Regions from separate parts of the Sus scrofa genome. Here region 2 is linked to region 1. Evidence: chromatin contacts called from public HiChIP or PLAC-seq data. All regions are on one chromosome and are shown on one strand. The core of a region is the stretch at or near the end of the contact, and the rest is flanking DNA. Distances in the headings are between cores, read along the strand shown.

Region 1 (6,550 bases), core at 2,208-4,707:
CAGAGTTGAAGGTCATCTGCCTCCTCACATGGTCCAGCCTCACTGGTCGAGGCCCAGAATGGAGACGGTTTGTGAGCCGGGGAGCTGCTACCTGGCCTCCTGAACAACTTGCTGTGGCTGATTCTTCCTGGGTTTCACGGTGGAGTTGTCAGGATGGGAACCTGTCTAGACCTCCTCTCCAGGTCATAGTGGACAGGTGGACCGCATGCTCCAACCCCAGCAAGTCTCAGTACCACAGCCAGCATTCCCACAGGTGTCAGTAAATCCCCGACCCTTCCATTTGTCAAAGCACTGGAGTTTCTGGAAATAGCCCAAGGCCACAGGCCGCTGGCTGCGGGTGGGCCAGGGGTATTTCTTCCTGAGAAATGTCCACAGGCTGGGGGGTTTCTACCCCAAGGTGAGGCTGTGTGCAGAGTGGTCCTAAGACTTCAGGCCTGCCTCTTCCTCCGAAGCAGAATTCACTCTCTAGACCTTGAATTCCATCTACTGGGTGAAGCCAAGGTCTGACCAGCCTGGTTTGAGAGCATCTGTAAAGGATGCCATCCACCTCTTCCGGGAAACTGGACCAAGAGGAAGGTGTCATATATGGTTATTCATTTTTTTTCATTCAGCTGATTTTTATTGCGTCCCCTCACTGTTACAGGCAGTGTTCTCTGGGCTGGGATGGAAGCAAGGAACAAACCAAGGATTGCTTCTCTCATTGAGTTTCTACTCTTCTCATTTTAAATAGAGCGGCCTTGGGCAGCTTTATTGAGATGATGAGTTCTGAACAAAGAGGTGAGGGTGGTGAAGGAAGCTGATACCTGGGGGAAGAGTTTTCAGGCAAGGGGAGGGCTGGCGGAAAAGCTCTAAGACAGGTACACTTCTGGCATCCTTGGCTGGAGAGGAGTGAGGTATGAGGCGGGGAGGAGGAGCCAGTGCATCTAGGGACGCACAGGCCCCTTTGAGGACCGTGTCTTTTACTCCAAGAAAAATGGGGATCATCATCCCAAGGTTGTGAGCAGAGAAGGGACAAGATCTTACAGGGCTGCTCTGCTGCCATGTCGAGAACAGATAGTAGGGAACCAAGAATAGAAACAGACCAGTTAGAATTGCAAAGATATACAGAGGAGAGGATGATGGCCCAGAACGGGGAGGTAGCTGTGGAGGTGGTGATGAGACAGGGTGGACTCTGGATCCATTATGGAAATTGAGCCAATAGTGTTTCAGGTAGATTGGATGTGGAGCATGAGGGATAGGGTAGTCAAGGGTGACTGCAAAGCTTCTGGTCTGAGAGGCTCCCCAGCTCCAACTGGGGAGGCCGTGGGTACCAAAGGCTTTGAGGAGTGAGAGATCAGACTTTCTCTTTGGGACGTGGGATTAGAATCCAGGCAGAGATTTCAGAGAGGCCACTGGATAGTTGAGCCTGGAATCCAGCAGAGAGCTCTGCCCTAGAGATAGCTATCTGTGAGCTGTAGGCATTGAGGTGGTGTTTAAAGTCATGCCACTGAGGAGATGAGGATGGAGAAGAGGACTGAGGCTGAGTCCTGGGCATCAGCGTTAAGAGGTTGGGAGATTAGGTTGAGGAAGAACCAGAAAGGAGACTCTGAAAGGGTGATCAGTGAGGTGGAAAGAAGGAACGTAGCCTTGGGAGCCAGTGTAAGAAGCTACAACCAGGATGGGAGTGAGCAGCTGTGAAAACGCCCCAGTAGGTCTAATGAGTCACGCCTTTGACACGAACACTGGTGACCTTGCTCAGGACAATTTTGGTGGAACAGAGGAGGTAAAGGCCTGATGGGAGGAGGTTTATACAGAAGGTGAAAGGATGGCTTTGTGATTGTTTTGGGAGATGCAGGCTGAAGGGTTTGGAGATTTATGATGTCTGAACTTAGTTTCAAATTATTAGGCCAAAAATTCTAGATGCATAGTTACATTTTTATATATAAAGAAAGCAGGAGTTCCTGTCATGGCACAGTGGTTAACGAATCTGACTAGGAACCATGAGGTTGCAGGTTTGATCCCTGGCCTTGCTCACTGGGTTAAGGATCCAGCGTTGCCATGAGCTGTGGTGTAGGTTGCAGACACGGCTCGGATCCCGAGTTGCTATGCTGTGGTGTAGGCCAGCGGCTACAGCTCCGATTGGACCCCTGGCCTGGGAGCCTCCATGTGCTATGGATGCGGCCCTGGCAAGGGGACAAAAAGGAGAAAAAAGAGAGAAAAGAAAAGAAAGAAAGAAAAAGAAAGAAAGCAAATATTGTAAAATATTTGAACTTGGCAGATCTAGGTGGTGTGTAAATGAGTGATAAGTGTACTCATTTTTTAACTTCTGTATACGTGTTTATAGTTTTTCGTAATTACTAAATGCTGGGAAAAAGAGAGAAATTGGAAACTGTATCGACAACTCTTTCAAAGAGCTTTACTGCAAAGAGGAACAAGAATATGTGTGGTAGTGAGTGTGGGAGAGGAAGCTAAGAGTTTTGGTTTGGTTTGGTTTGGTTTGAAGCTAGGAAAAATTATAGGCTGTTTGTAATAAGACAGAGAGGTATAATCCAGAAGAGGAAAAGAAAAGAATAAAGGAAAGAGAACGAAGAGATGCTGGAGCAATTTCCTGGAGTAAAGAGGGGGTGATGGGTGTAGTGCAGAGTTAGTGGAGGACCAGGCCCTCATGGGACAGGGAGGGGATGGCCACCTGTAGTACCAGGTGGGTAGTGAGCATGTCTGGGCAGGTGCTGCCTGCAGGTTGAGCTGGTAGGCGGCTGAGGGAACTCTCTTCTGCCTGCTTCAATTTTCTTAGTGACGTAGGAGGCAAGGCCATCCTCTGGGAGGAGGTGAAGTGAAGGTGGGAGGTGTTGGGACTTGTGGAGGGAGAAGGTGTGAACCAGCTCTCTTTCCAGGAGAGTGGGAAAGTAAGCAGGGCTTGCGAGAGTATCTTATGAATGTCATAGTGTTCAGGTCCCAGTTGAGGACCTGCTCCTAATGTCTTAGGTCAGGGGTCAGGCCTTTCTGGAATGGGCCAAAGACTAAACAGCTTCTGGCCTTCTCACGTGTGTGGCCACCTGAGGGGACACACAGTGTAGGAGCCCTCGCTTTCTTTCCTAGGAACAGTGTGACCTTGACCTCATCACTGAACCGTTCTGAATGTCAGCCTGTGCAAAATGCTGTGAGACTTCCCTGAGTGGGAATTCACTGTAGACTGTGAAGTTTGCTTGAGAGCTGATGTGGCCTAGCAGTTCAGAGCACAAGCCCTGGACCACACAGCCTTAGGGTGAATTATGGTTATAACCAATGTCACATCTCAAAGCCTCCATTTTCTCTTCTGGATAATGAAGATTATTAAAGTACTTGAAGACATGCATTTAGTCAGTGATGCCTGATAAGGAGGCTTCTGACACGTGAGATGTTCTCAAGGGCACAGCACTGGCTTCAACCCTTTGGCTCCGGTTCCTGCCTGCCAGGCTCAACCCAGGGGAAGCCCCTGGCTTGGCAGTCCTGCCTCAAGTGAAGGGAACTCCTTCCAGAAGCTCTAGTTCAGGAAGGGATGGTTCTGAAAGCCTGGGTCAAGGGCACTACTTCTCAGCCACTTGGCTTTTCAGAGTGCAGGCTACAGAACTCCCTAAGAGCCAAGGTGATTCACCCAGGTACCTGGCAGATCATTAAAAGATGATTGTCTTGTCTGGGAAAAAAAGCCAGCCTGTGGTTTGGGTGGAGCTGAGGAGAGAAGTCTGGCTTTAAGAAACAACTTCTTCTTTGTTGTGTAGGAGAAGTTTTCTAGGGGTTACTGGAGCACCAAGTTGGCAAGTGGGCTGAGGGAGCACTGGGCACTGGGGCTTACTTCCCAGACGTGTGTGATTCAGACATGTGCCCTTGGCCTTCCTGTCCTTCTGGGCCAGGAGTTCCTGATCAGTAAGGCCTGGGCCTTTTTGCCATGGATGAACTGTGCACTGTTGGTTGTACTGAAAATCTGGGGAGTTCCCTTTGTGGCGCAGCGGAAACTAACACAACTAGGAAACATGAGGCTGTGGGTTCGATCCTTGGCCTCGCTCAGTGGGCTTAGGATCCGGCGTTGCCATGAGCTATGGTGTAGGTCACAGACGTGGCTCGGATCTGGCATTGCTTTAGCTCTAGCATAGGCTGGCAGCTACAGCTCCGATTAGACCCCTAGCCTGGGAGCCTCCATATGCCTCCAGTGCGGCCCTAAAAAGACAAAAAAATAAAAGATGATTGTCTTGTCTGGGGAAAAAGCCAGCCTGTGATTTGGGCAGAGCTGAAGAGAGAAGTCTGGCTTTAAGAAAACTTCTTCCTTGTTGTGTAAGAAAAGTTTTCTACAGGTTACTGGAGCACCAAGTTGGCAGGTGGGCTGAGGGAGGCAGTGGGCACTAGGGCTTACTTCCCAGGCGTGTGTAATTCAGACACGTGTGCTTGGCCTTTTTGTCCTCCTGGGCCAGGAGTTCCTGATCAGCAGGGCCTAGGCCTTGTTTGCCATGGATGAACTGTGTACTGTTGGTTGTACTGAAAATTTGGGGAGTTACTGTCGTGGCACAGCGGAAACTAATACAACTAGGAACCACGAGGTCTCGGGTTTGATCCCTGGCCTCGCTCAGTGGGTTAAGGATCCGGCGTTGCCGTGAGCTGTGGTGTAGGTGGCAGACGTGGCTCAGATCTGGCATTGCTGTGGCTCTGGCGTAGGCCGGCAGCTACAGCTCTGATTAGACCCCTGGTCTGGGAACCTCCATGTGCTGCAGGTGCGGCCTTAAAAAAGCACAAAAGACAAAAAAAAAAGAAAAAAAATTTGGGAAGGAAGACCTGATTAAAAAATAACCACCACCCCCACATTCAGAATTGATATTTTAAAGGGCTTAATCCATTGTTTCAGCAACTGCTATCCATGGTTTCAGCTTCTAGGCTTTGCTGTCCCTGCTCCTGTAGATGAGCGGGGAACTGCCTGACATCTCTGGGATGCACTGTGCCAGCCACACTGAGACAATCATTTCTGTTCCTAAAATGGTGAGCACAGTGCCCTGGACCATCCCAGGCACGTAGAGAGTGAGGTCTGGGAGTCAGAAGACCAGACATTGACCTTGACTGATGGGCTCTGAGATTTGGACCATATTATGTCCTCTCTCTAACTGCCAAAGAGGGGGATGTGGCTCTCAATAGCCATGGTCTCTTCTAGGCCAGCCGGGAGCATTTTGAGAGTGTGGCTTTAGCCCTTATTTTCTGTGCTTTGACCAGGAGAAGCTGCAGCAACACTTACAGGGTCATTCTTGCCGACCTGAATTCGGTAGCGGGAGATGAAGTTAGGCTTTCCAGTTGTGTCAACCACCAGCAGAAGTCCACTAAAGCTCCAGAAGAAAAAAACAGGTACCTGGGTGGCACCTAAGTTTTGGAAGCAGAAGGAAAATGTCAGGGCAACCTCAGGAATTGGAAGCCTACCTGTTTCCCGAGGTAGTGACCGAGGCTGCATTTAGACAGACCCTTGCCAGGGAGGTCTTGGTGCTTGGGGACAACAGGCCTGACTTTAGTCTTGGGGTGACAGACTAGCTGTGGGAGCTGGGACAGGTCGCTTAAGGGCAGTCTCTATTTCTCCTCTTAGTTATGAAATGGGGATCACAACCTAAGTGGATAGAGACTATACGATACAAAATGATGCTAAGATGTGTGATGTAGTCTAGATATAAATGAATTTCAGTTGACATTTGCGAGTCTGTGCCCACGAGCCCTTTAAGAATTGCCGAGGGCAGGAAAAGCCAAAGAAGAGCTTGGTGTGGTAGGGCGCGTGGCTGACAACAGGCACTCAGGCCCCTAATCCCCGTGGACATGACATGAACAAAGGGACTTCAGGCGTCCAGTTAGCTTCTGTCAAAGAGGAAAACCCGTCTCTTAGGGGCTTCCAATGGAACCATCTTCAGAGCCTGCCCTCTTGGAGAGTCAAGGTCCAGGCCAGTGTGGTAACAGCTCTGAGAATTCCTCTTGGACTTTGTTGAACTCAACTTTTCCCATGTTTCCTTTACCTAGAACTCTGTTTTCTCAGAATATCTCATAATAGGTTGGCCTTGCATCCCTGTTTGCCCAGGATGGTTTCAACTTACATCCGGCATTCCAGCCTCATTATTAATAACCCCTCCTTGCCTCTCACAAATGTCGCATTTGGATGACAGATCATATGGCCATACCATCCATTAGCCTCACAGCACCAGTGCTCTGCAGGGTATTTTAGGTAATGCTGATCAACACTTCAAATTCAGATACGACCTTTGCTCACGTCCCACTTTTCCGTAATGTCACATCCCAAGTATCTCTGACCTCTCACTGTGAACAAATAAGTACTTTGTCCCTCCCTACTGGCAGTGATTCCAGGGACGTTCGTTCCATGCAGAGGCTCACCGACAAGAGTGAGAGTTACCATGCAGAGGCTCACCGACAAGAGTGAGAGTTCTGAGCCCTAGCGTAGTTTCCCATGCCTGGGGACCTAGCATGGGGGGTAGGAGCCCATGGAGCATTTGGCATTGAGGGCCAGTGTGGCTTGTGCATAGGTGCTCCATGGGACTGGGGGAAAGGGAGAATCCATTCT
Region 2 (6,550 bases), core at 1,495-3,994, 130 kb before region 1:
CTGTAATTATCAGTAACATTGCAGGATTGCAGAAGAGCAGGAGAGAAGATGCAGCAAAGGAACACACAGTTGAGAAGAGAGGCAGTGTCAGGGCAGGTGTGGAAGTCCTCTGCAGGTGTTATCACCTGTGGCTTGTTTGCACAGGAGTCAGGCCTGGATGTATGGTAGTTCTGCTGCGGGCTCTGCCTCATCCCTCCTGAGTGCCTGCTCTGACCACAACACAGCATATGCTCATCAAAATCAGGTTCTGCTGGTGGAAAAAGTCAGGCTGTTATATTTGCAAAAGTGAAACAGCATAAATATGACCATGTCAGTTGGGACCAGCTTTGGCCCAACTCCATCGTAGCACTGTATCCTTCTCACGGAACCAGGAAAGCAAACTGGCAGAACCAGCATCATTGACAGTCCATGCTGGAGTCAGCTGACTTGGCACCCTCTTCCTCCCAGCTCTGATCCCAGGGAATCCCTATAACTCGAACGCTAATGACAAGAACCCTAGAGGTAACTTCAAGGTGCTGAGCCCTGTGCTTTCTGTGGCTTGGGCTTAGAGAGGGTGAGTTGCTGGACAAGGTGGCTCAGCTGATCTTCTCTTTGACTGGGACAGAGGCAAGGGCCTACCTGCGTGGAAGTGAGATCACTGTGAAAGAAGAGGGACCACTGAAGCCAGTAGACAGGGAGCAGCTGGTGCAGCCCCTCAGAAAACATTTATCCAGGGAGGAAGGCTAGTCCAGCGCAGTGGTGCTCAGGCAGGGGGGATTTTGTCCCCAGGGGACATTGGAAATACCTAGAGACATTTTGGCTGACACAACGGGAAAGGAAGGGGCTACAGGCATTTGGCGTAAAGAGGCCAAGGATGCTGTGAACCTCCTACAGTGTACAGGGCAGCCCCACAACACCGATTTCTCCAGCCCAGGTGTCAACAGTGCTGAGGTTGTGAGACCCCGCCTGGTCTAGCAGCTGAACAGGGTATGCACCCGCTGGAATTTGAGGCACCCTTACTAGTGTGTAACCGGGAACAGGCGCTTCATCTCCTCGGTCTCCCCCTCTGTAAAACTGGGGCTACTCAGCTTGAGCCAATGCCAGTTCACTGCTTTCAGGAGGTAGGCACACAGTAAGTGCTCCATACAGTTGCTGTTGTTAATGACACAGGGCAGGCCTCTGCAGAAGGGCACTGACAAGGCACATAGTGAGGAGGCTATGGGAGAAGCAGACTTGAGAGGGTGGAGGAAGGCAGAGGAGGCTCCCAGGAAGACCTGGCGCATGACCTGTTCTGGCATTCAAGGTCACTGGGTTTGGCTTTAGCCTACACTGCTCGCCCTGCCTCCCATGGCTCTGGATGGTCACTGGGCCAGCACACCCAGGGTTCTCCTACCTCCACAATCTCCACCCTTCCCTCCCAGGACCTCCTCCTCCAAGAAGCATCTTGACCAGCCCAACCCTTAAGACTCACTGAGCCCTTATCATAGATGGAATCAATAGGATGGCTACAGAGATGCACCCACACTCTTACACAAACATATCCTTGCAGACTATGAAAAACACACGTTCTCATCTAAACACACAAGCAACTTCAAGGAACACTCAGGCCCTGGTCACAGACTCACAAATGTATTCTCATACACTCACTAACACACACACAAAACCATAATGCAGTCTCACCAAGATACATAGAGTCCCAACCACCCCCACACGCAATAACATTGGCACACAAGAGCAGTACATACCCAAGCATATTATACAGTCACATTCACAAACCCACAAAGTCACATAGATAGACATATTCAAATACACACTCAGGAAACCCCATAGAGCTTACACACACACACACACACACACACACGCTTAACATTTAGGCACAGAAAGATAAACATCTGTACATATACACAGAAAAACAAATTCTGAACACACATACTCATATACAGTTAGTTATCAATGTGCTTTTTCCATAAGCATACATCATTCAAGATACATACATAGACTCCTATTCATCCTTCCAAACACAGAGACATACAAAAAACATTAAAAAAAAAAACTAGCCTCTATCCACACAGATATGATCCCGAAGCACATGTCATTCATTCATCGACTCATTTATATTATTTAAATTTGCTAAGGTAACGTCCTTGGGCCACCTTCCAAAATGAACCTTGTGTTACAGCTACTGTGCAGCCCAGCAAAATGCGCCGGTAGATGGTTTCTCCCTTCCAATTTCCACATGCGGATAGGCCGTGTGTGTTTTCTCTCTGCCTTGCTAGCCTCCAGGAAGCAAGGCTCTGTCTCATCTCTGCAGATTTCTAAGTGCCGGGTCTCCAAGGCCTCCAACCGGAGGGAAGTGCTCCCTAAGGGTCTGCGTCGAAAGGTGCCTCTCCCAGCACTAATTCAACTGCGGCAGGGGCGAGCCCGTGGGTGTGGCTAGGAACCGCGTGCCAAGAAGGGCACGCAGGGATGGGGGTGGGAGGGAGATCACGACCTTCCCTGGGTCGTCTCACCCTCTCCCCAGCCCCTTGCTCCGCTCCGGCCCGCTTGCCCCCGCCCAGCCCAAATCTGCGCGCCGAGGGAGGAGGCGGGGGCTGCGGCCACCCCAGGATCACCTTCCCTCCCCCTCCCTTCCTCCTCTCCCACTTCCCCGTCTTCCTCCCTTTCCCCTGGGTCCTCCTTCCTCCTTGCTCTCCTCCCCCGATCCACTGGCCCCGCCCAGCCTGTCCCCTTCCCCTCCCCTTCCCCTCCGCTCCCGGGACGCTCGGGCTGCAGGAGGCTGAGTCATCACTGCGGCGCTGCCGAGAGAGCAGGAGAGCAAGTAGGGAGGGTGTGAAGAAGGCGATGCCGTGCGACCCGTCCGCTGGCAGCCGAAGTGGGCGCAGTCTCCGCGCACCGCCGTCTCCCAAAGAAGCCTGGGAAGGAGCACGGATGGAGGCCCGAACACGGTGGGGAGGAGCGCCGCACCCCGGAAGGCGCGGATTCCGCCGCTTTTAAGGTGGCAGCTTTGCAGCATTCTGGAGGAGCCGCACACGCGCTGGAATCCTCAGCTTATACATAACCTTAGGTGGCATCCAGGCCAGGCGTCGCCGGCCGGCGGCCCACAAGCAGTTCTGCCCCACACCTGATCTTTATGTGGCTCACACGGCATTTGTCTACTTAAGTTTTAACCAGATGCCAGTGTTTAAACACCATAGGATATTTCCTAGGGGAGGAAATCTGGTTCCTAACTCTTGAAAAATTAGAATATGTGCCAACACGGAACCTACATTGCCCATGACAACAACAGTCTAATGCTGAGGGGGGCTGCTTTTTTAGTCAGGGCATTGCATCTTGTAATTTTCCACAGTTCCTGCTACCCATTCCTATTTCACCAAGGCTGTTGAACTTCCTCTGTCACCTGCCTGATGTAGTGATTCCTAATCTAGTGCATTTTACCCATTTCTCAGATGGGAATGATTAAGTGGAGATGGGAGTTTGCTAATTACACAACATGTGGTCTTAATGGAGAAAGAGAATCCAGCTTTTCCTCACGCATGAATCTTTTCCACCAAACCATTCTGCTTCCTTTGGCATGCAGGCTAAGAAAAGGAATGGACTTGTGAAAAGTGGGTCCCAGAAATGATGCAGGGATCAGAGTGGACCCCACGTGGAAGATGATTTGGAGCAGTGACTAACCCCGAGAAGGGTCAAACAGCTTTGGATTTCTCCCTATATGAGGGCAGGTGCTTACTAAGGAACTGAGCAGAAGCATAATGTATAGCAGGCCCTGTCTGGAGGTGACGGTAGCCTCTCATGAACTTTCCTTTGGAGTTGGAATAGAAGAGAGAACTAAGGCAGGTGGATGGATGGAAAACTTGGCAGTTCTGGCAAATTTGGTTATAATAAGTTGGTTTCAAGTCACTGAAGACTTGGCCTTTGAGACACTAGACTGTTGTGCAAGGGCCGCACAGGTAATACGCTGCTTTGCTTGGATTATCCTCTGGTGTAGTGCAGCTCGGCCTGGAATGTGTAATTATTCTTGTAAGATGCAAATTGTGATTCAGTAGGGCTGAAATGGAACTGGAGCTCCTACAGTTCTGACAAGCTTCCAAGTGATGCCAACGCTGCAGGCCCCCAGGCCCTACTTTGAATAACCAGGCTCTGGAGGCCTTGTGCCTTCTGCTTATTTACTAGGCTCTTTGCTACAAGGCATCCAAGGAGAAGGGCTTAGAATCACAAACCTGGGATGATCCCAGCATACCTCTTTTTTTCTTTTTTGTCTTTTTAGGGACGAACCATCGGCATATGGATGTTCCCAGGCTAGGGGTAGAATCAGAGCTGTAGCTGCCAGCCTACACCACAGCCACAAGCAATGCAAGATCCGAGCCACATCTGTGACCTACACCACACATCACAGCAATGCCGGGTCCTTAACCTACTGAGTGAATCCAGGGATCAAACAGGAGTCCTCATGATTCTAGTCAGGTTTGTTATCACTGAGCCACAGCGGGAACTCCTCGGCCCACTCTTGATAGCCAGGTTATCTTGGGCAGGCTGCTCATCCCCTCTGCCTCAATTTTCTCATCTGCTCAATTGGAATCAAAGAATATTTAGTTCCTTGAGGACAGGGAAGGAAACATAGACATGGGTTGTCAGCACAGCGCGTGGCTCATGGTAGGCGCTCTGGAAGGGTGGTTTGTGTTACCGTGCATTCTCTGTGGACTGCCCGTGGGCAACATGGTCAGGGAGGGGAAAGTATGAGACATTTCAGGATGAGAATTAAACCCCTAATGGGGCCTGGAAGGGACCACGCATGGTATTGCCACTACCCAGCCCATCCTCTCCCTTCTCCTGTTCTCTATCCATGACTCAGCCACCCTGGCTGCTTATTAGATCCTTCAGCTGTGGTACTTCTCTCCTCAGGGAACTCATACTTCAGCTGCCTGGCCCCTTCTCATCCTTCAGTCTCAGCTCCTATGTCACTTCCTTAGAGATGCCTTCCTTTACTTCCAGTCTTTAAAGTAAGGATTTAGGGGGTGTGTTTGGGTAGAAAGGGAGTACAGGGGACATCTCTTGAGAATCTGTACACACACACACACACACACACACACACACCTATCAATGTTTTTAATAGATTTTACATTTCTTTTTTTATTTTTATTTTTATTTAATTTATTTATTTATTGTCTTTTTGCCATATCTTGTGCCACTCTCACCGCATATGGAGGTTCCCAGGCTAGGGGTCGAATCGGAGCCATACCGCCGGCCTACACCAGAGCCATAGCAATGTGGGATCCGAGCCACGTCTCCAACCTACACCAGAGCTCATGGCAATACCAGATCCTTAACCCACTGAGCAAGGGCCAGGGATCGAACCCACAACCTCATGGTTCCTAGTCGGATTCGATAACCACTGAGCCACGATAGGAACTCCTCTTTTTTATTTTTTAAAAGTTTTTATTTTTCTTTTTTTGTCTTTTTAGGGCTGCATGCACAGCATGTGGAAATTCCCAGGCTAGGGGTTGAATCAGAGCTGCAGCTGCTGGCTTACGCCACAGCCACAGCACCACCGGATCCTTAACCCACTGAGCGAGGCCAAGGATCGAACCCATGTCCTCATGGATACTAGTTGGCTTCGTTAACCGCTGAGCCACAACAGAAACTCCCAATTTTTTAAAGTTTGATTGAAGGAGGTTCCATGATGGTGCAGTGGAAACGAATCCTATTAGTATCCATGAGGATGTGGGTTCGATCTCACTCAGTGGATTAAGGATCCGGCATTGCCGTGAGCTGTGGTGTGGGTTGCAGATGTGACTCAGATCCTGTGTTGCTATGGCTGTGGTGTGTCTCCGTTTCGACCCCTAGCCTGGGAACTTCCATATGCCTCGGGTGTGGCCCTAAAAAGAAAAAAAAGCTATTGGAGTATAGTTGATTTACCATGTTGTGACAATTTCTTCTTCCAACAAAATGATTCAGTTATACATATACACATATTCATTCTTTTTTAGATTCTTTTCCCATATAGAATATCACAGAATATTGGGTAGAGTTCCAGCAGGCAGATTCTACATTTCTTTAGAGCAGTTTTTCTTGGAGAGGGGGATTAGAGGAAGGAGGAACTAAACGCTGTCCCTGTTAGTCTACACAAGGCCTTTTTGCAAATTAGGAAAAGGCCCAGCTTGGATGGGACTGGATCTCGCTGCTCTCACCTGCCCTTATCTGCCTGTCACCTTTGTGCAGAATACAGACTGTGCAGTCTTAGGTGGCAGCCCTAGTACTAATGCTTCCCCGAGCAGCCTCGTGACTGGCTTAATCCTCCTGCCTGGATTAAGTTCCTTTTAGAAACTCTCTTAACTCCATGAAACTCGTCACACGTTGGATGCGAATGTGTGAATTAGGTGTCTTGAGAATGATTTATTTAAAAGTTAGTCCCGCAGTTCCTGTCATGGCACAGTGGTTAGCAGATCCGACTAGGAACCATGAGGTTGCAGGTTCGATCCCTGGCCTTGCTCCATGGGTTAAGGATCCGGCGTTGCCGTGAGCTGTGCTGTAGGTCGCAGACGTGGCTCGGATCCCACATTGCTATGGCTCT

What was found. HiChIP or PLAC-seq counts read pairs in DNA pulled down with a chosen protein or histone mark.
Region 2: an H3K27ac HiChIP or PLAC-seq map of alveolar macrophages shows a contact between it and region 1. The contact joins two enhancer-like sites. A contact is called at or near these places in 9 of 47 Hi-C or Micro-C datasets (blood, embryonic fibroblasts, liver and 5 more) and 1 of 2 datasets of contacts at active chromatin or transcription factors (alveolar macrophages).

The regions. Positions count from the first base shown.
Region 1 is chr16:68,379,263-68,385,812 of Sscrofa11.1, reverse strand. FAXDC2 (fatty acid hydroxylase domain-containing protein 2) reads right to left here. Exons shown (of 8, transcript XM_021076711.1): 5 at 5,234-5,355. Among named protein-coding and RNA genes, the nearest start is that of FAXDC2, 23 kb to the right of the region's middle. Within about 2 kb of position 3,457, at least 3 of the 83 cell types and tissues checked have an H3K27ac peak or open chromatin away from gene starts, as enhancers often do. A contact at or near this core is called in alveolar macrophages, where this site is marked.
Region 2 is chr16:68,506,580-68,513,129 of Sscrofa11.1, reverse strand. No RefSeq gene overlaps it. Among named protein-coding and RNA genes, the nearest start is that of LARP1, 58 kb to the right of the region's middle. Within about 2 kb of position 2,744, at least 65 of the 83 cell types and tissues checked have an H3K27ac peak or open chromatin away from gene starts, as enhancers often do. A contact at or near this core is called in alveolar macrophages, where this site is marked.